7 separate regions of the Mus musculus genome follow, and all the other regions are linked to region 1. The links are chromatin contacts, called in public Hi-C, HiChIP or PLAC-seq, capture Hi-C and promoter capture Hi-C maps. All regions are on one chromosome and are shown on one strand. Each heading gives the region's core, a stretch centred on a gene start, on an enhancer-like site or on the middle of the called end of the contact. The rest is flanking DNA. Distances are from core to core; before and after follow the strand shown.

Region 1 (2,530 bases), core at 11-2,510:
ACTTCTGGTTGTAGAAAATCAGTTTTGTTAAATTAGCACATCCCAAAATATTTTTTACCTGTCAGTCACAGGATGTCAGGTCAAAAGTGGGCAAAGTAGTGGTTATTTCCATGGCTAGAGATACCTCAAACTCTGTTATGACTGGGCTCCGGACCTACGACACTCCCAAACCCTCCATAACCACAGAAGCTCACTTATCTGGCCAGCCGCGCAGAAGAGTGCTGCTTCTCTGCAGGAAGTTGCATTTATGGACACCAGGATCAGCCAAGGTCGCCAGTGAGGGGAGTCTGCCTTAATGCGATGAATCTGAAGCCATTAGAACTCCCCTGGGAAGGAAGCATGTGTGCCTTTCCAAACCGAGTTGTTCACTCACAGTGTGAGCGGGAGCAGAATTCCTCTCCAAGCTGGGGTTCCTGCCCAGTACACTGAACGCATTCATTTTCCTCTGATAGGAGTGGCTGATGCAAAGTCACGGCTCTCTCCTCAAAGTCATGAGTTTTATTCAGAGGCCAAACACAAGTGATGATGGCCCAGGGAACACAGATTTAGATTACCCAAACTCCGCCTTTCAACCTGCAACCAAATTCATGAAGGTTTGACAGTAACAGAACAAAGAAAGCCATAAATCAAGATACTTTTAAATTCATTTGTAGAAACATCAGAGAGGTGGGTTAGAGCTCTGTTTAGACATCTCAGCTATAGATGTCATCTAACATAGTATTCTTGGCCTTTTGATTGGAGAATGGGATTTTGTGTTTTATCTGTCAGGATGTTGCACATCCTTCCATAGAAGTGGACAAGGAATGGATGCATCCCAAGATGAATACTAATTATGCTCTGGACCTGCAACATCCCAACCTCTCTTCACCACCGCCGTTTTAATCAATCAGTCAGCCTGTGCGGACAGTGTCCTCCAGAAATTTCACGGGCCTTTTGGTGATATAAGGCGACCCGTGAAAAACATAAGTAACACCTTAGGCTGAAGTTATTTCTCTAGACTAGATACTCAGTACTAAGAATGCAATTTACAAGTTGGAACGGGCTGGTTTGGGGGTGGTGAGCAGAATCTAACAAAGGCCAGTTTCTGTGTAGGTCGACCAGAATAGAAAGAGAGCGGGTAACAGGCCTTAAGGTCCTTGGCTCTGCCTTCTGAGTGGTAAGAGAGGAACACAAAAGGACCACCGGAAGAATCCGCAGGATATGGTGGGGTGGGCCGGGGACCATAGAGGGTCTCTCCGCCTCTTCCTAGAGCGGCCGGCAGCTCCGCGGCTAGCAGCCCGCACTTCCGGCGGGCGAGGCGCGAGGCGGGCACCGTGGCGGCCTGCGCGGTGAGTACGCGGGGCCTGCGGGTCTGCCTGGGCCGGTGTTGGGTCGGGTCGGGCTGCGGCGCTGCACGGAGCCCGGCGGGTGGCCTCGGGCTGGGGTCGGCTTCGGCCTGGGCGCCTCCGCTCGCCGCGGAGGAGAAAGACTCCATTGTACGGGTGGGTAGGCTGCACCGGGCCATTGTGAGCGACTTGGAGGGAAGCGGCGGACTCTTTGTTGCTGCCGTAAATGGGTGAGGGAGCAGGTGCACGCCGGCTAGACGGGTCCCCAGTACTGGAGCTCCATCACCCAGCTTTACCCAGCCTCTCCCCTACTGGGGACCTCGATCAGACAACCGGACTTGGCGGGCGTTAGACGAGGGGGCGATGGACTCCCCAGGTCGGACAGTGAGAAATCAGGCCCGGAGGCGGCTCCGGGGTTGGGATGGGTAAAGGAGCTAAAGGAGCTTCGGGCCTGTGTTTACGAACCCACGAAAGGAGGTTTTAAATCAGCTTTATTTTAAAAATAGGAGCACACATAGGCTACCTGTAAGTATGATTACTTCATCCATAGGTAGATTCCATAATCGATCAGTTTGCAACCAGTTGTGAGTTCCCCGGTATTTAAAGAGATGTGTTTAAAAGTGTATGCTTACCATTATAGCTATTTATTGAGTACCAGGTACCCCACACAGTGTCTCCTGTTTACGTGGTCTGTACATAACCGAGACGGTTATGGGCAGTGATTGCTGTAGATCTGTGTTATGTGCAGTTTGCTCTTTCTGTTGCTGCAATTGTAGCAGATAAAATTATTAAACACCCAGGAAAAGCCCCTGGGCACTCTTACGTTTGGAGGATTATTATACAGCAAAATCAAGACGAAGGAAAAAAAAGGCAGGAAAAGATGTCATTTGTGTTTTTATTTACTTACTTTAAATGCTTGTGTGCAAGGAAACTCAGAAAAATAACTGAGTTGCAAGTAGGTTTTCCAACTAACCTAAGACACTGGAAGTCCAGTGACTGGCTTTGCAGGCCTGAACACCTCCCACACTCTCGCCTATTTGGAGTGTGTGTGTGTGGAAGGGGTTGTTTTGACAGCTTCCAGACAACCTTAAATGTAATGCAATAAACTTATTTTAGAGCTTTTGGTTGTGCTCTCCTTCTTGGCGTGCTATAGTCTAGGAAAGGAAGAATAAAGTGTTTTGGTTTTTTTTTTTTTTTTCCAGATT
Region 2 (2,530 bases), core at 17-2,516, 850 kb after region 1:
GACCTGCCCCGTTTCCCTGCACAGAGTCAGGACAACCATTCACAAAGCACTTACCTGCTACCTAAAGCACAAACAGCTAAGCTAAGGCTCAGAGGGCATGGAGTACTTTGCCCATCACTTACAGATCTAGTTAGTGATGGTTGCCGAGATCTGAAGCCAGGGCAAAGGATCCCAAGCCCTACTACCACTGTGGGGCTTAGGGCTGCACAGAGATTTTTGAGGACTGTATTTACAGGACACGGAAAAGGTCAGACCACACAAATAGGCTTCTGGCCCCTCCGGACTGGCTAGATTGGGAATCCCACTGACACCTCCAACTCTGCTTGGCCCTACCGTTAGCATTGTATCCAGGCCCTTCATGTCCCTGAACCTAATTTTCCCTGTTTGTAATCGGAGGGATAACTACTGTGACAGAAGACTCAGAATGGTGCACTGTCCTGTTGACTTGAGGGTCCACAACTGACCAACAACCCCTTTTTATCACTGAACCTCAGTTTCCCCTGCAAGAGGGGCTGCATCAGATATTCCCATTCCTCTTGCCAACTCTGTTCCTGTGTTTCTGTGGTGTTTGGAGAGGAGGATAGGAGAAAAAGAATGGGGGAGAGAGATAGCCCTCACCCCAACCTTTGCTTCCTGCTCTAAACCATCTTGGGAGAGGAGGGGAATAAGGAAGATGGGGTGGTGATGAGGGGCCAGGGAGAAAAGGCACGGGATGAAAAGAAAGAGATGAAAGAAAAGTAAAGTTTGTTAGGGTTAGGAGACCCGGTAGGGGTACAGGGTGCGGGGGATGGGGTAACCTAGAGACCGGGCAGAAGTGTGGGTCTCGGAAGATAGCCTTGGATGGAGGTTGTGCAGGGAAGCGGCCTGTTTCAATGAGGGTCAGAAGAGGACTGCACTGGGTTCCAAAGAGAGGCCGACGGGGACTTCACTGGAGAGCCTGGGGGGCGCCCAGTGTTGGGGACTTGAGAGGCCAGCACAGCAAAGGCGGGAAGAGGCTGGGGGCGGGGCTGCAGGCCCAGCCAGGCCCAGGCGAAGAGGCCGGGGGCTCCCACAGGGGTCCGCAGGGGGGGGGCAGGGGAGCAGAGGGGCGGCCGGGACAGGCTGAGACCCCTGAAAACGAGTCCCGAGCCCCCACAGGGCGCACCTGAAGTCTTTGTCGCTGGACGTCATCTTCTCCAGCAGGCTGGAGATGTAGAAGGCACCGGTACTCATGCTGGCTGCGCCGCGGGGTTGCGGGTCGAATCGAATATGGCGGCGCGGCCTCCCCTCCCCTCCACCACGCCCCCTCCCCCACCGGCCACGCCCCTTCTCTCTCTCTCTCTCTCTCTCTCTCTCTCTCTCTCTCTCTCTCTCTCTCTCTCTCTCTCTCTCTCTCTCTCTCTCTCTCTCTCTCTCTCTCTCTCTCTCTCTCTCTCTCTCTCTCTCTCTCTCTCTCTCTCTCTCTCTCTCTCTCTCTCTCTCTCTCTCTCTCTCTCTCCCCTCCTGTCCCGAGCAGGACTGAAGTAACGGGCCTGGCCCCCTCTCCTGGACAGCTCTGCTCAGCATGGGCACCAGCAGCTCACCACCCGGCCCTGACCACGCCTTCTCCCGATTGTGCCTTGAAGACCCCTTGACTTTGCTCTCTCAATGGCACTCATGCAAACAGGGACATGGGATGGCAATTCCAGATTCTACCAGGTTCCACACAGCCAAAGAACCTGAGATGAATTAAGGACGGACTTCAGGTTCCCAAAGCCGAGAGCAATAGCTGTTCCCTAAAGTTGATCACAGTTTTCCCCAGTTAGGAGGTGTGTGTGTGTGTGTGTGTGTGTGTGTGCGCGCGCGCGCGCGTAGATCTTTAGGGGGACTCTTTAAACTGGAAAGGAAGTGTCGCTTCAAATCTCTGCTACCTAGCTTGGGGAGTCACACAACCTCTGCTGGCTATTTTTAGTTACTCAAAGGAATAAAAGAAACCTTTATCTTTCTTGCTTTGTTTTGTTTTTTCTTTTTTGTTTTTGTTTTTGTTTTTTGAGACAAGGTTTCTCTGTATAGTAATTGCTGCCCTGAAACTCACTTTGTAGACCAGGCTAGCCTCAAACTCAGAGACCTGCCTGCCTCTTTCTCCCAGGTATTGAGATTAAAGGCATGCACCAAGACCCTGGTTAAGAAAGTTTTATCTTAAATGTATTAAAATTTCTGTTTTGGTTCTTCTCTACCACAGAGCCACACCCTCAGGTTGGTAAAAGGAAATCTAGGGGGCTGGGGTGTCTCATACCTGCAATTCCAGAACTTGGCAGGTGAAGGCAGGAAGGCAGGAGGATCAAAATTTCAACCTTGGCTACATAGATCCTGTCTTTAGAAAAAAAGATAAAGAAAGGAAGGATTTAAATGAGACATCTGCTACATCTTTGATTTCCGACTCCTAATCCAACTTCTCTTCCTCTAGATGACTGAACAGTGGCTACAAAGTCCCAAGCCTTGGAGGCTAGGGACCTCTACATTTCTCCTAGTCTTCTTGCTCCTGTCTCGCTCACACCTATGTGGCCATCCC
Region 3 (2,530 bases), core at 11-2,510, 820 kb after region 1:
AAAACAAAACAAAACAAAACAAAGGGTGGGACTGGGGTGGGGCCTGGAGAGATGGCTCAGCAGTTAAGAACACTGATTGCTCTTCCAGAGGTCCTGGGTTCAATTCCTAACCACATGGTGACTCACAACCATCTGTAATGGGATCTGATGCCCTCTTCTGGTGTGTCTGAAGACAGCTACAGTGTGCTCATATACATAAATCTTTAAAAAATGAGATTTATTCTATGTGATTGAGTGTTTTGCCTGCATGTATGAGTATGTACCACATGCATGTAGCGCCTACAGAAAAGGGCATCTGATCCCCTAGGGCTGGTGTTAACAAGGTTGTGAAGCAACGCTTGGTTCCTGGGAACTAAATGCCAGTCCTCTGAAAGAGCAACAGTGCTCCACCAAGCCACCTCCCCAGCTCAGGTTTGGTTTTATTTCCTCCTAAGATTATAGAGTTTTCACAATGATCTGTAAAACAAAAGATAAGCAAAATAGACTAAACTCGACCTACCTCTGCTTCCCAAGTGCTGTTATTAAAAAATGTGCACCACCACACCCAGCCAATAGACTATTTTCTTAGCAATATTATCAACCTATCACTTTTTTTTTTCCGAAACAGGGTTTCTCTGTGTAGCTCTGGCTGTCCTGGAACCCTCTCTGTAGCTCAGGCTGGCCTCGAACTCAGAAACCCGCCTGCCTCTGCCTCCCAAGTGCGGGGATTAAAGGCATGAGCCACCACCGCCCGGCTAACCCATCACTTATTAATACATTAGGTACATACCATAAGTAGAGAAGATTTAAACATACAGAAGTCGCGAGGAGGCTCAGTAGCACTTCATAAGCAGGGGTTTGCACATCTGTATATTAGGAAGTTTTAGGACATTTGCTCAACCAACCGCCTAAGGATCTTCGAAGAGTCTCTGTTTTGCTACCTCCCAGCCTCAAGGAGGCACCCTCGGGAACCAACAATTTAAAAAGCTATTGGGCTTCCACTTAGGGCGGAAATAAATGCCCACCTAGCAGGTCTTAGCTCAAAAAAAAACAAAAAACCCAAATTTCTTAAGTAGTCCCAAGAGAAAAATAAATTTTAGTTCACTCTAAGATGTTAATGTCTACTACAGAACACTAGTCCACTAGGGTTTTTTTCAGTATCATTTCTCAGGCACATCTTAGTTTTCTTTAGAGGACCCAGAGCCGGAAGTGCTTCCCTTTTCTCTGCCAGGACCTAAGACTCCGTCCCATCATACCTTGCGCGCCGCCGCCGCCTCTTCCTTCTTCCTCGGCGCTGCCTACGAGGTGGCTGCCATCTGTTTTACGGTGAGTCTGTATCGGCGGCCATCCGCCGCCCGCGGCTTCGACGGGACCCCGTCTCCGGGTGGGGAGGCCTCGGCGGCGGCCTCCGCACCAGCGTGGTAGTGGCGAGCGCGCGCGGGCCTGGCCACTGGCGCTGCTCCGGAGTCTGCCCGGGGGCCGGCATCGGCCAGGGCGGGCTTGCTGCCATGCGGCCCGAGAGTTTCGGACGGCACCCGCCGCTTTCTGCTTAGCTTGTTAGCAGCCTTTTTCTGCGGCGAATCCGAAATCTTAAGTCAGGGAGCTGCCGCCGCTCGCCAGTGAGCAGAAATGCTTTCTGAAGCGCAAGCCCGGCGGAGCAGGTTGTCTGCGCGGGGAGCAGAGAAGGCACCCTTTGGTTGGTGCTCTGAGACGACCGGGAGGGACAGACGGACTGGTGGCGTGTTAGGAGTGCATGGTGGCTTTGCGTATTTAAGGGCGCAACACTTCAAACATAACGAAGCTTAGTGGAGCGGGATTTGCCGCTCCTTCGCCACCAGAGAGACCTGGCTGGGGTTCTGTAAGATCGGTTGCGGTTCTTTGAGGTTCGGAGTGGGTGAGATGAACCACTGACCTCTTGGGATCGCGTCTGGAGAGTAGCTAGTATTCTTCCAGCTTCGGAAGCAAGAGGGAGAGCAAGCCTAGCAGAGGTACCCATTCCATTCCCAGTTTGCTCGGTAGCTGGTGATTGGAAGACACTCTGCAACATTACTCACTGAAGGCCTGAGACGCAGCCCCACCTCCCAGTTTCTTTACTAACTTGGGTCTGACTTTTGTCAAAAGGCATCATGGCTGCCCTCCGGCCTCTGGTGAAGCCCAAGATCGTCAAAAAGAGGACCAAGAAGTTCATCAGGCACCAGTCAGACCGATATGTGAAAATTAAGGTATGTGGTTCTGGGGTGGGGGTTAAGACCTGAGCACACATTTCTCGTTATCGCTTGTCTCTGCATTTTAAAAAGTTCATTTTAAAGATGACACTTTGTTTTATATTTATGCGTTTGAAGGGCAGGGAGAATCACTTTAAGGAGTTGATTCTCTCCTTCCTGTCTTGTGGGTCCAGGTCAGATTTAGTTTGTCTGACAGCAGGCACTTTTAAGTCATCTCTGCACCCTGACCCTGTATTTTAAAGATCTTTGGGGTTTTGTCTGCACACCAGGCACATGCATGCATGGAATTGAACCTCTGGAAGAGCAGCCAGTGCTCTCAACTGCTA
Region 4 (2,530 bases), core at 14-2,513, 740 kb after region 1:
CTCCCCAGAGCACCTGCCACATGGAGGCCTCTGTGCTGAGTGGGGTGCAGAGCTACATATGCTACCATTTCAGGGAGAAACAGAGCGGTCAAGCAGTCAATGCTACCGACACTTGTCCTGCATGGCTGAGGACATCTAGACTCATTCTGCACAGCAAAGAAGGCCCCTAGTGATCGGGAGCCCACCAAAATGACACATCTCATAGCCAGCCACACCCCTGCAACCTTCCCGACCACAGGGACTTCTATGTGGCAAGCTCTGCCTCTCTACAGACCAAGTGGGGTAAACACCATGGAGGATGTGCTGAGCTGTCCCAGTGGCTACATTCCTGCCACCTAGATGGAATTTCCAAAATAGATCTACCCTGGCAGGGACAAAAGAAGCCATCCTGAATCTACAGGGTGGTCCCCAACTGGAACCCCTATGCAAAGCCACCTGGCTATATCTGGTCAGCAGCATACAAATAGCATATGTGCTCAGCACATCCAGGGATGGACACCGCTGAGTGGAACTTGACCTCTTTCAGCTGCAGAGCTATTTATGTGAACAGAAGGGAACTGTCACATTTAGACTGGGCGAGGTTGGATCCCAGATCCCCTGACAAAGCCTGAGCCTATCTACTGCCCCTACAAGTCTAGTAGAAGGACCACCAAGAAGTGAGTAGAGGCTGAGGGGAAAGTATGCCAAAGTGGCTCTGACAGATATGGGTAAATGTCCACAAAGCCTCATGCACATCAGCCATTACAACTCTGACTTGTCAGCCTCCATGTCTCATGGAGTCCATTTTACACCATGGAATTATTTGTAAAATGTAAAGAGTTGGTGCTTTTAAAAAACAAAACAGGTTTTACTGCTTTTGCTAGATCCTCAAAGAGATCTTCATCCTCCTTCTACTGCTAGAAGCTAAAGCAAGGCCAGGGGAGATATTTCCTATTATTTCGAATGTGCTGTCCCTAGCCCAGTCCTCACCCCTTTTGCTAGTGTCTATAAGCAAGGGCAAGCTTGCCTCTTACCTTTCTGCTCTGTGATGAGGTGCTGCACGATGACGTCTGTCATGCTGTCCCTGTAGGCATACCGATCTTTGTAGAGCCCATGGACTGTGCTGAAGATGAGCTGGTAGAAGGAGATGGTGCCATCCTGGCAGCCGACCACCTGTGTACAGGAGAGCTGTCAATCTAGGCTGAGGGGAGGAGCCATCTCCCTTCCACCTATTAGGAGCACTGGCTGCCTGGGGCCTCCTCTAGCAATGCTCTGCAGGGTGAACTTCCTCTTACTCACCACATAATTGGAGTCAGGTTTCACTCTACAGGTCCACACCCAGGAGTTCTGCTCCCCAACGGTCCCCAGTCGCACTCCATCCTTGGTGAAAAGAGATACCTGCTTGTCTGAACCTCCCACCAAAATGTACTCTCCTTTAGTGAAGTAGCTGATGCAACAGGGGTCAAAGTTCAGTGGCCGATCCTTCCCAATCTGAGGAAAGAGAACATACAGCAAGTGAGACCAGTCTACAACCACAACCAGGAAGGGCTTCCTCGCCAACATTAGCCGGGTAGGGAGACCGGTAGGAAGGCAAGGGGGTGGGGGCTGCCTCTCCTGAGCTATTCCATCTCCTACGCAGGCCTCTCCACCTCTGGAGCCCACTCTTCCCCTCAACCCTGCCGAACCCTTGGCCCCTAAAGTCTGCCATGCCTGACCTAAGTACTGGGAAGTTAGCCAGCCCTCCTCAGCCATCCTGGAGGCCGGGGAGTCTTTCCCTCGCTCACCCAGCACACATGGCCGTCAGCCTACCCCAGCCTCTTCTCTGTTTATGTTCTGAGCTTATTCACTTGAAAAGACTGCCCTTTATTCTTTATTCAATTTAAGAAAAATGACCCTAAAAACCTAGTTTTTGCTTTAAGGTTTAGGGTCAATTTACAAATGTTTTCCTATTTATAAATCTAGTAAAAGTGAGCAGTCAATTGATGCTGACAGTTTAATGAAGGCAATTTGAACACATAAAACCACTGAAGGAGTCAGCTCCAACTGCAACTTAGTTAATTCCCTTCAACTAATTTAAACTGCAATTATAAATTTAGTATGTTCACTTTTCTTTCCTTTTTAGGAATTTCCAATGCCTAACAACCGAAAGCTTCCCTCCTACCTCCCAACGCTACAAAGTCTAATAAGAAAACCCTGGCACCTGTCATGGCATTGAGGCTGAAGCTACTGGCTGAGGCCTCGGACTCCTCTTCCAAGTAACAACCATCAACTCTAGACCAACTACAAGGACCAGCTGAAGGGACAAGTGACCAAAGCAGGCAGAAACTGAGCGAGGGGAACAGCCTCAGGCAAGAGGCTCTCAACACAGCTCCTTTTTGGATGGGCATAGAGTCTGAGATAGGCTGTTGTAGGTGAGGTGGGCTGTTGTAAGTGAGGTGGGTTGTTGTAGGTGAGGTGGGCTGTTGTAGGTGAGGTGGGCTGTTGTAGGTGAGATGGGCTATTGTAGGTGAGGTGGGCTGTTGTAGGTGAGGTGGGCTGTTGTAGGTGAGGT
Region 5 (2,530 bases), core at 21-2,520, 680 kb after region 1:
CAGTCACATTCCTAGAGACACCCCCCGCCCCAAGTGAGAATGGAAGCAAAGACGTAAGGGGGTGAAGAAGCCTGGGCTCAGCGTGCCGACTGAGGCCCTGGGCTCCATCCCTAGCCCCACCAGCTGTGTGCCTGAGCCATTCTCCCCAACAGCCCAAATGCCTGTGACCACTCACACAATGGAATACTACTTGGCCATAAAGGACTGAGATTCGAGAGCTACCACACGAGTCTGAGATTTGAGAGCTACCACACGAGTGCTTCTAGGTATAAGCAGGCAAAAAAAAAAAAAAAAAAAGCCAGTCACAACGCCTTGTATGAAATGGCGAGGACCCACAGACACAGGTGGAGTGAAGTCGGGGAGTGACTGTTAATAGCACAAGTCAGCTTTTCTTCTCAGGAAATGACTCAATTCTGAAACAGATTGTGGCGCTGGGCACACATGATAACATACTAAAGGTCACTGCATGCTGAACTTGGGGGAGCGATGGGGTATTTTGAGATGGGCTGTTACTTTTGAAAAGCAGCAAGAAAAAGGAGGATTTGGGGGGGAGAAATGGGAGAACCTGTCGGCGTGACTTAAATTCAGGGTGATGCTGTCAGAATTATTTGCAAAATTCAGACTCAAAATTTAAGTTTAGAAGTAGAAAGAAAAAGCCATCGGCTGGAGAGATGGCTCAGTGGTTAAGAGCACTGGGTGCTTTTCCAGAGGACCAGGGTTCAATTCCCATGGCAGTTCACAGCTGTCTGAACTCCAGTTCTCTGAAATTCTAGTTCCATTGGGTCCAGTACCCCGACACAGACATATGTGCAGGCAAAACACCAATGCGTGTAAAAGAAAAAAGAAAGAAACATGAAACAACAGGCCACGGGCCTAAGGGAGTCCTGTAGCAGGGCCGAGGCAGCCTGCACCTGACTGAAGTCTTCACTGTGAGTCCCAGACCAGGAAATGGGACCATTCAGCTTCATTCCCCACCAGGACTAGGTCTCCTCTTCCAATCCGAGCGAGCGGTGGGAACCAGGCTTAAGCCGCATGCACCTTCTCAGCGGCTGTCTCCGGGCTGTCTCCCGGTTTCCAGGGACCTTGGCCTAAACTCAGAATTCCACTCCCTTGCTTACCTGGCTTGTCAGCTCCAGGGAGCCCACATGATCCAGAAGGGGATGTGTCCCTGGAGGGAAAAGAGGAGGAAGAAACACTGGAGACACTCCCAGGAGCCATGGCACAGGCAGCAGCAGGCCAGGCCAGTGCTCGCTCAGTTAGCTCAGTTAGCTCCAGACCTTCTGCCTTAAATACCTCCCAACAGAACTTAACCAATGACCAACATGCCTAGCACCTGAGCAGCCGAAAGCTGCCAATCAGGCCTCGAGGGTAAGACTCACTCTGAACACAGCATCCACCTTACCCTGTGGGACCTGAGGCCACGGGAAGAAGTAAGGAGGCAGTGTCACTGTGTCCTACCTACCTGACGAGCTGACATCTAACACTGTGAGTTGGGGGGTTGCTCACAAAGGCCCCCTAATCACACAAGGGTAGGAATCTGTCTACCCTGATCCAGACTACTGCTAGCCTCAGTTTTCCATAAAGCAGCAATTGTGCCCAAGGGAGGGAGTGTTTGGAAGCAGTGGCCTCTCCGGAGCGAGCCAGGCTGGCTCTCAGATCTCTTCCTTCTGTGTTATTTTGATGTTTTAGATTTTACTGCAGTTTGAGATGTAGGGGAAGGTGTGTCAGGGTCTTTATGTGACCTTGGCTGATGGTCACTGTCTTCAGTGTCCTTGGCATTCCAAGACACACTGGGACAGACCTAAGTCACTGTTTTCCATCATACTACCCAACACTGGAACTGGCTAGGGTGAGAGAACCAGCCAGCTGCCACCCCCCCACCCCCAACAGGGCTATGACTTGGGAAGGGATCTCCCGAGCCTGGTCATTCTGCCTGTTTCCTAGGAAGGGTTGAGTCATCAAGATGAAAGACAGAAGTGACTTCTCAGTGAAGCCACATGGGCATGAGTAAATGACTCCATCGCTGTAAAACATGCTACAGCATATATGACTGTGGCTTGTTCTTGTTCCCACACTGGGGAAACTGAGGCAGGAGGCTAGGGCGTTTGGGGCTAGCCTAGACTGCAAGCCCCTGACTCAAAAAAAGAGTCAAACCAAAAGGAAACAAAACCAGGATGGATTACAACAAGCTGAATCTCTCTCCTGGCTGAATGTCAATATTGCTTATGAAATATGAGATGAGCATTTCTCATAGTGACTGTACGGGAATCACACAGAAGCTGGGAGAGCTGACAGGCCAGCCACCTTAGAGGCAACTCAACATTTTATGGAGCAAAGATGAGCTTGCTTCACGGCTCAGCCATCCCTCCCTGGGGAAAAACAGGGGGACTAACAAATGGGAACTTTGCCCCAGTATCATCAGAAATTCAAGACAAACTAAAAACTTGTCAGGATAGGAACAGGCTCAGTCAATTGTTGCCTGTTGACAGGGAGATAGGACACAGCTGCGAGAATGGGGAGGCCAGCGCTG
Region 6 (2,530 bases), core at 18-2,517, 670 kb before region 1:
ATCCACATCAGGTGCCTCACAAGTTACTCTAGTTGAGAGGAACTGAGGCCCTCTTGTGTCTGTAAGCATCAGCTCGAACATGGTAAACATAAATTCAAGCAAATGCACACACATAGACAAATAAAAGATAAAAACACGAATTAGAGTAAAAATGGAATTAGAAATCCTACTAGTAACCTCCTCTGAGTGTGGAAAGATGCAAGAAGGAAGGCTAAAGGGAGAGGCGGTTTAGTGGGAACACAGATGCAGTTGGAAATGATTCGTAGTAGAGGTAGTATGGTTGGCATTTGATTAGATAGATAGATAGATAGATAGATAGATAGATAGATAGATAGATAGATAGATAGATAGACAGGCATGGTGGCTTTCCAACACAAAGAACTGGTGAATGGTTTAGGAGCATTTTTTTGGTCAGCCAACTAAACTGACATAGCAGAAAACTGCCTTCTAAATACCCAAGCCCATGGCCCTCAATTAAAGCTGTCCCAGACTTAATTAGTGCATCCTCTTCTAACTCTGAACAGAAGTGATTGCAGGAGCTCATGGCCTCCCAAGATGCAGAAAATATGGACTGTAGTGGGCCCTAAGCAAGTCACTTGTACCCCCCTTCTAAGGCTCAGGGAACTCTGTGGAAGAGGGTCAGGAAGTGCGGAAGGGCTTGACAGCAGGCTGCTACAACTATTGTATTCCTTAACTCACTCAGTGTAGTTACCTACTCTGGGCCCATGCAAGACTGTCCCTATCAATAGTCAGCCAAGGAGGGGGAGAGGCTCCTGAGTCTTGAAACTATCAGCTAACTATAGATTCTTGGAAAGGGAGAAATCACTGTGGACCTGCTGCTGAGCTGACCAGACTCCAACAGATAGCTCAAAACGCACAGTCACACAGATGGTTCTGGTTAATCTTGGTGGGTCACAAAATCAAATAGATATGAACATGAGTGAGAGATTTGTGAGCAGCGGTGAGTGTGAACAGGGGGATGGGATGTGAAGGAGTGTAGTGTATGTAATTTTGTAAAATCAGTAACAATAATAGTTGTTTTTTTTTAAAAAAAAAGAAGGAGGAGAAGGAGGACCAGTTATCTAGGCTTTTCCCTTGGGCACCTCCCTCCCCTTCTGCTTGTATATCTGTGGTTCTTAGACGCCTGCTCTAGAGAGAGCTAAACTCCCAAGCAGAGATTTACCATCACCTTAAAGGGAACCCGTGGCCCTGCTAGGACGGTTACTAATGATGTTAAGGGCCAAGGTCCCTCCCACAGAGCACAAGGCAACACTCAGAGCTGGCATCAATAAATACAGGGATTTAAAACACATGGTGGATGGGGTCAAGGCTACATCTTCATCCCAGCCAGAAACATTGCATAATGCTTTTCCAGCATTTGCGCTGACTCTGAAAAGTTACTGGCCAAGAGTGTCTGCTGTGCTGGTGGTCAGTGCTTGTCACCTTCAGGTTCTCAATGCCATAGGGCTCTAAGACAAACACAGCTTCACTGATGAGCTCCCAGGGATGGGTGGGAAAGGCCTGAGTCCCCAGAGAGCTCTGTTCACCTCACCCACATGGGTTCCACAAGGAATCCACTCTGACATTCTCACTAAAGCATCTCAGTCTAGATTCCTAACATCTGCCCAGCTGTGTGGTCACCATGACCTCTGGATGCCAGCCAGATGGGAAAGTGAAAGGCTACGTGACCTTAAGATAAACAAAGCAAGATGGAGGTAATAGCAAAATGAGGGCAAATATTTACCATAAGAGCTGCAGTTGAACTTTGCTCTTGGGTGGAGGTCCAAGTTTGCTAGCACAACCTGACCTTAGCAACCTTGCCCTCAGCTCCGTTTTGAGATTACTTGTGTTGCACAGGTTTCCCACCAGCTCATTCCGAATCAACAAGTGTTCTTGTAACCTCGGAGCTTGCTAGTTGGGGCTCCTCTATAGGAAGCCCAAGTGTTTACCTCGGGTAAGTTGGTAATAATTTTGCCTTTTCTGGTTTGGACAGAATCCATTTAGATGCTTTAGCTTTGATACTCATAATTTAGAAGGATGTGGCCAATGAGAATGGGTCAAGGACATTATAAACCTTGAGAGGCTCACACTATGAGCTGATACGCAGTACAGCCCATCTCTATGGCCACCATGTCTTGATTCATGCAACATGGAGCTCTAAGAACTATCATTAGAAAGGAAGGGGAGGGGAGAAGGAGATGGGGAGACACAAGGGGACAAGACAAAACCAGGGGGTGGTTGGTGGGGAAGGAGACAGACAGGCTGGAAGGCTAGAGAATTCAAAAGAGGAAAAGGAGGAGGAAGAGGAGAAGGAGGAGGAGTGCTTGTGAGATGGTAACCATTTCTCATGGATTATCATTTGTGATCACCCAGTCTTAAAAGTGAACAGTACTTTCCATATTTTCAAAGGGAAGAAAAACTCCATTTGGAGTTTTGAGTTTGGAGGGATTTGATAACTTCTCCCAAGGTGGTGCATCCGTGAATAGTGGGGCTGAGCTGGGCCCAGCAGGACAGCAGGACTCCAGAATCA
Region 7 (2,530 bases), core at 9-2,508, 610 kb after region 1:
CAGTGTGTACTCTTACCTACCAAGCCCTCTCTAAGGCCGGGCATGAGGCTTTTTAAGAGACCATGTTTCTTCTCTTGTGTCAAACTTTCAAGACAGGGTTTCACTGTGCATCCTAGATTAGACACTCCAGCTGTCTGTGAAGGACCCAACTGTGTGCCTGCTGAGTGCCCTAAGACAAGTTCAGAACTGCACCTCAGAGCCTCTGAGCTGTGGCAAAAGTCTGAGTGAAAAATGATAATCTCAGGTCTCATGGGTGCAGGCACCTGCCACTAAGGCTGATGATGTGAGTTGAGTTCCTAGAAAACACGTGGTGGGAGTAAAGCACTAAGTCCCACATGTTGTCCTGTGACTGCCACATGTGCACAATGGCAAGTGTGCAGATACACACAGAGTATATGAGTAAACATAAAAATATAGATACACACAAGGCATAAGCAAATATAAGCACACACAGAAAACTGCCCCTTGAGTGCTAGATTATAGGCATCTGCTACTACCCCTGGCTCTGTATAAAGAAAGGGCACAGGTGAGATGGCTCAGCCAGTGCGTCCCACACAAGCTTGACCACCCACCGTAGAGGAGAGAGAACCCAACTTCTAAAAGTTGTTCTCTAACCTACACGTGTATACTTTGGCACACACATGAGCAAATGCACGTGCACATACGCACACACACACACACATACACATGCACACACATATGTATACAGATACACATATTTTTTTTTAAACAGAGAAAGACCCATGACAGTGAGGAAAGAGACTACACAGTGTCCTATGCTGGGTTGTGCTGGACCATGTCTGAGGTTGTCTGAGGCAGAATCTGAATGGGTTTGGACCCTTTGAGCTCTTCCAGCCTGGGGGTGTAGTTCTGGAAACCAGGGACCAGTGTAATATCAGCAGTTGGTGTCGTCTGATCCCACAGCTACAGAGCAATCTGTGCAAGACTGGCCTGCAGCAGGGCGCTGACATCGGGACAGGAGCCCAAGCTCTGTGTGGGAGGGAGAAGGGAGGGTCTTCCCACCAGGTGAGAGAGAGCAGTAGCTCTCAGCGGAGGCTGCAGAGCGGCGGGGCTAAGAGATGATGCTGTGCTTTGTGGTCCTCGGTCTGGTTTTTGTCCCCTTTAGGAGTGGATGTAAGAAGCTGAAGACCCAGGCCCCACACATGCTAGGCCGGCACTTGAGCACTGAGCTACACAGCAGCCTGAGGAGCTGGGGTTTAGATGGGCCAAAATGGCTTAGGAGGGTGTGTAAATTAGAGGAACTGTGTCAGCAAACCACAGGCTGAGGGGACCAAGATGAAGAGTTTGAGCAAGCGGGAACCAAGCTGCAAGGAGCAATAAAGGCCAGCTGGAATGGTAGCTCGGTGGCTGACGCGGACCAGGATGCACAAGGCCATCCCCAGTATTGAAAAAGATAAATAAAAATTAAAAACTAGACACTGAATGCCATGCTCCAGGTTTATTTACCTGGCCACAAGAGAAGCCATTGAAAGTGTCGAGAGATGACCCAGCCATATGTTTAAAGGCAATTACAGCCTTTCAAAAGGAACCAGTAGCCAGGTTTTCATGTCATCCAAATGGGCAATATGGTTGCAAAATGCGTCCTGCAGGCTTTGGCCCTGCCCACCCCACCCACCCACCCCCCACCCCCGTGAATACCATAAGGAAAGGAGGTGAAATTTTGCAACTTCCTCCTCCTTGCCTTGCAAACAAGGAAGTAACAGTCACTGTAAGAAAACAATTTCACAAGTTTTAAAGACAATGAAACCTTAGCTCTCTCAGGCTGGCTTCGGACTCACTCTGTAGTGAGGGTGGCCTTGAACTCCTGAGCTTCCAGCCTCCCCTCTCCCTGTGCTGGGATCACAGGTGTCCACTTCTGCATCATCTGGCTTTAGAATTCAATTTTTTTTTTCAAGACAGGCATAGAGGCACATCTTCATAAACCCAGCATTCTGGAAGCAGAGACAGATCTCTCTATGAGTTTGAGTCTACCCTACTCTCCATAGCAAATTCCACAGCCAGCATGACGCAAAAAAAAAAAAAAAAAAAAAGTAAATAAAAAGATTTTTAAATTTGATTTTATTTTTAATTGTGTTTGTGTCTTTCTGTTTGTGCACGAGGCACTGATTATAGTTGTGTGCTTGTGTGTGCAATGGTCATGGAGGCCAGAAGAGGTTTTACAATCCCCTGAGTGCTGGGAACTGACCTCAGGTTCTCTGAAACAACAGTACATGCTCTTAAGCAACAAACCATCTCTCCAGACCTTATTTTTATTTTTAATTATAAATAGATGGAGGTGAGGTGGGTATGTATATGAGTGTAGGTGCCCATATGGAGGCCAGAGCATTCCTTCTCTGAAGCTGGAGTTAGAATTGGTTGTGAGCCACTCAAGTGCTGGGAACCAAGCTCAGGTCCCCTGTAAGAGCAGTACGTGTCTCTTAACTGTCCAGCCGAGTAGCTCTCCAGCCCCTCAATTTTTTTTTTTGAATCTTATTTATTTAGAGTTAGAATTTCTCTGTGTAGCCCTGGC

The links. Promoter capture Hi-C pulls out the DNA fragments that hold promoters and counts their contacts. Hi-C and Micro-C count contacts between places; a contact is called where the count stands out from the background. HiChIP or PLAC-seq counts read pairs in DNA pulled down with a chosen protein or histone mark. Capture Hi-C pulls out chosen DNA fragments and counts their contacts.
Region 2: an H3K27ac HiChIP or PLAC-seq map of microglia shows a contact between it and region 1, with 8 times the contacts expected there. The contact joins the promoter of Cand2 here to the promoter of Zfp422 in region 1. A contact is called at or near these places in 2 of 115 datasets of contacts at active chromatin or transcription factors (microglia and pancreatic cancer cells).
Region 3: a contact with region 1 is called in an H3K27ac HiChIP or PLAC-seq map of large pre-B cells, with 2.8 times the contacts expected there. The contact joins the promoter of Rpl32 here to the promoter of Zfp422 in region 1.
Region 4: a contact with region 1 is called in a promoter capture Hi-C map of stem cell-derived epiblast-like cells, with 3 times the contacts expected there. The contact joins the enhancer-like site here to the promoter of Zfp422 in region 1. A contact is called at or near these places in 4 of 39 promoter capture datasets (the C10 cell line, embryonic stem cells, pre-B cells and 1 more), 1 of 484 Hi-C or Micro-C datasets (embryonic stem cells) and 2 of 115 datasets of contacts at active chromatin or transcription factors (large pre-B cells and microglia).
Region 5: a capture Hi-C map of embryonic stem cells shows a contact between it and region 1, with 3 times the contacts expected there. The contact joins the promoter of H1f8 here to the promoter of Zfp422 in region 1. A contact is called at or near these places in 2 of 9 other capture datasets (embryonic stem cells and liver).
Region 6: a Hi-C map of liver shows a contact between it and region 1, with 3 times the contacts expected there. The contact joins the enhancer-like site here to the promoter of Zfp422 in region 1. A contact is called at or near these places in 3 of 39 promoter capture datasets (the 3T3-L1 cell line, hippocampal neurons and liver) and 1 of 484 Hi-C or Micro-C datasets (liver).
Region 7: a Hi-C map of LSK cells shows a contact between it and region 1, with 2.7 times the contacts expected there. The contact joins the enhancer-like site here to the promoter of Zfp422 in region 1. A contact is called at or near these places in 5 of 39 promoter capture datasets (the C10 cell line, hippocampal neurons, liver and 2 more), 5 of 484 Hi-C or Micro-C datasets (CD4 T cells, the G1E-ER4 cell line, LSK cells and 1 more), 3 of 115 datasets of contacts at active chromatin or transcription factors (embryonic forebrain, large pre-B cells and trophoblast stem cells) and 1 of 9 other capture datasets (embryonic stem cells).

The regions. Positions count from the first base shown.
Region 1 is chr6:116,627,729-116,630,258 of GRCm38.p6, reverse strand. It overlaps Zfp422 (zinc finger protein 422), which reads left to right and starts at 1,260. Exons shown (of 2, transcript NM_026057.3): 1 at 1,260-1,328.
Region 2 is chr6:115,773,293-115,775,822 of GRCm38.p6, reverse strand. It overlaps Cand2 (cullin-associated and neddylation-dissociated 2 (putative)), which reads right to left and starts at 1,266. Exons shown (of 15, transcript NM_025958.2): 1 at 1,145-1,266. The coding sequence starts at 1,212. Mir7660 (microRNA 7660) reads right to left here and starts at 166; the gene lies at 104-166.
Region 3 is chr6:115,807,473-115,810,002 of GRCm38.p6, reverse strand. Rpl32 (ribosomal protein L32) reads left to right here and starts at 1,260. Exons shown (of 4, transcript NM_172086.2): 1 at 1,260-1,305; 2 at 2,101-2,201. The coding sequence starts at 2,106. It overlaps Snora7a (small nucleolar RNA, H/ACA box 7A), which reads left to right and starts at 1,900; the gene lies at 1,900-2,028.
Region 4 is chr6:115,885,849-115,888,378 of GRCm38.p6, reverse strand. Ift122 (intraflagellar transport 122) reads right to left here. Exons shown (of 29, transcript NM_001167763.1): 9 at 1,279-1,470; 10 at 1,014-1,152. Among named protein-coding and RNA genes, the nearest start is that of Ift122, 34 kb to the right of the region's middle. Within about 2 kb of position 1,263, at least 67 of the 459 cell types and tissues checked have an H3K27ac peak or open chromatin away from gene starts, as enhancers often do. A contact at or near this core is called in embryonic stem cells and stem cell-derived epiblast-like cells, where this site is marked.
Region 5 is chr6:115,943,671-115,946,200 of GRCm38.p6, reverse strand. It overlaps H1f8 (H1.8 linker histone), which reads right to left and starts at 1,270. Exons shown (of 5, transcript NM_138311.3): 1 at 1,119-1,270. The coding sequence starts at 1,218.
Region 6 is chr6:117,298,873-117,301,402 of GRCm38.p6, reverse strand. No RefSeq gene overlaps it. Among named protein-coding and RNA genes, the nearest start is that of Cxcl12, 130 kb to the right of the region's middle. Within about 2 kb of position 1,267, at least 15 of the 459 cell types and tissues checked have an H3K27ac peak or open chromatin away from gene starts, as enhancers often do. A contact at or near this core is called in liver, where this site is marked.
Region 7 is chr6:116,013,064-116,015,593 of GRCm38.p6, reverse strand. No RefSeq gene overlaps it. Among named protein-coding and RNA genes, the nearest start is that of Plxnd1, 19 kb to the right of the region's middle. Within about 2 kb of position 1,258, at least 43 of the 459 cell types and tissues checked have an H3K27ac peak or open chromatin away from gene starts, as enhancers often do. A contact at or near this core is called in the G1E-ER4 cell line and LSK cells, where this site is marked.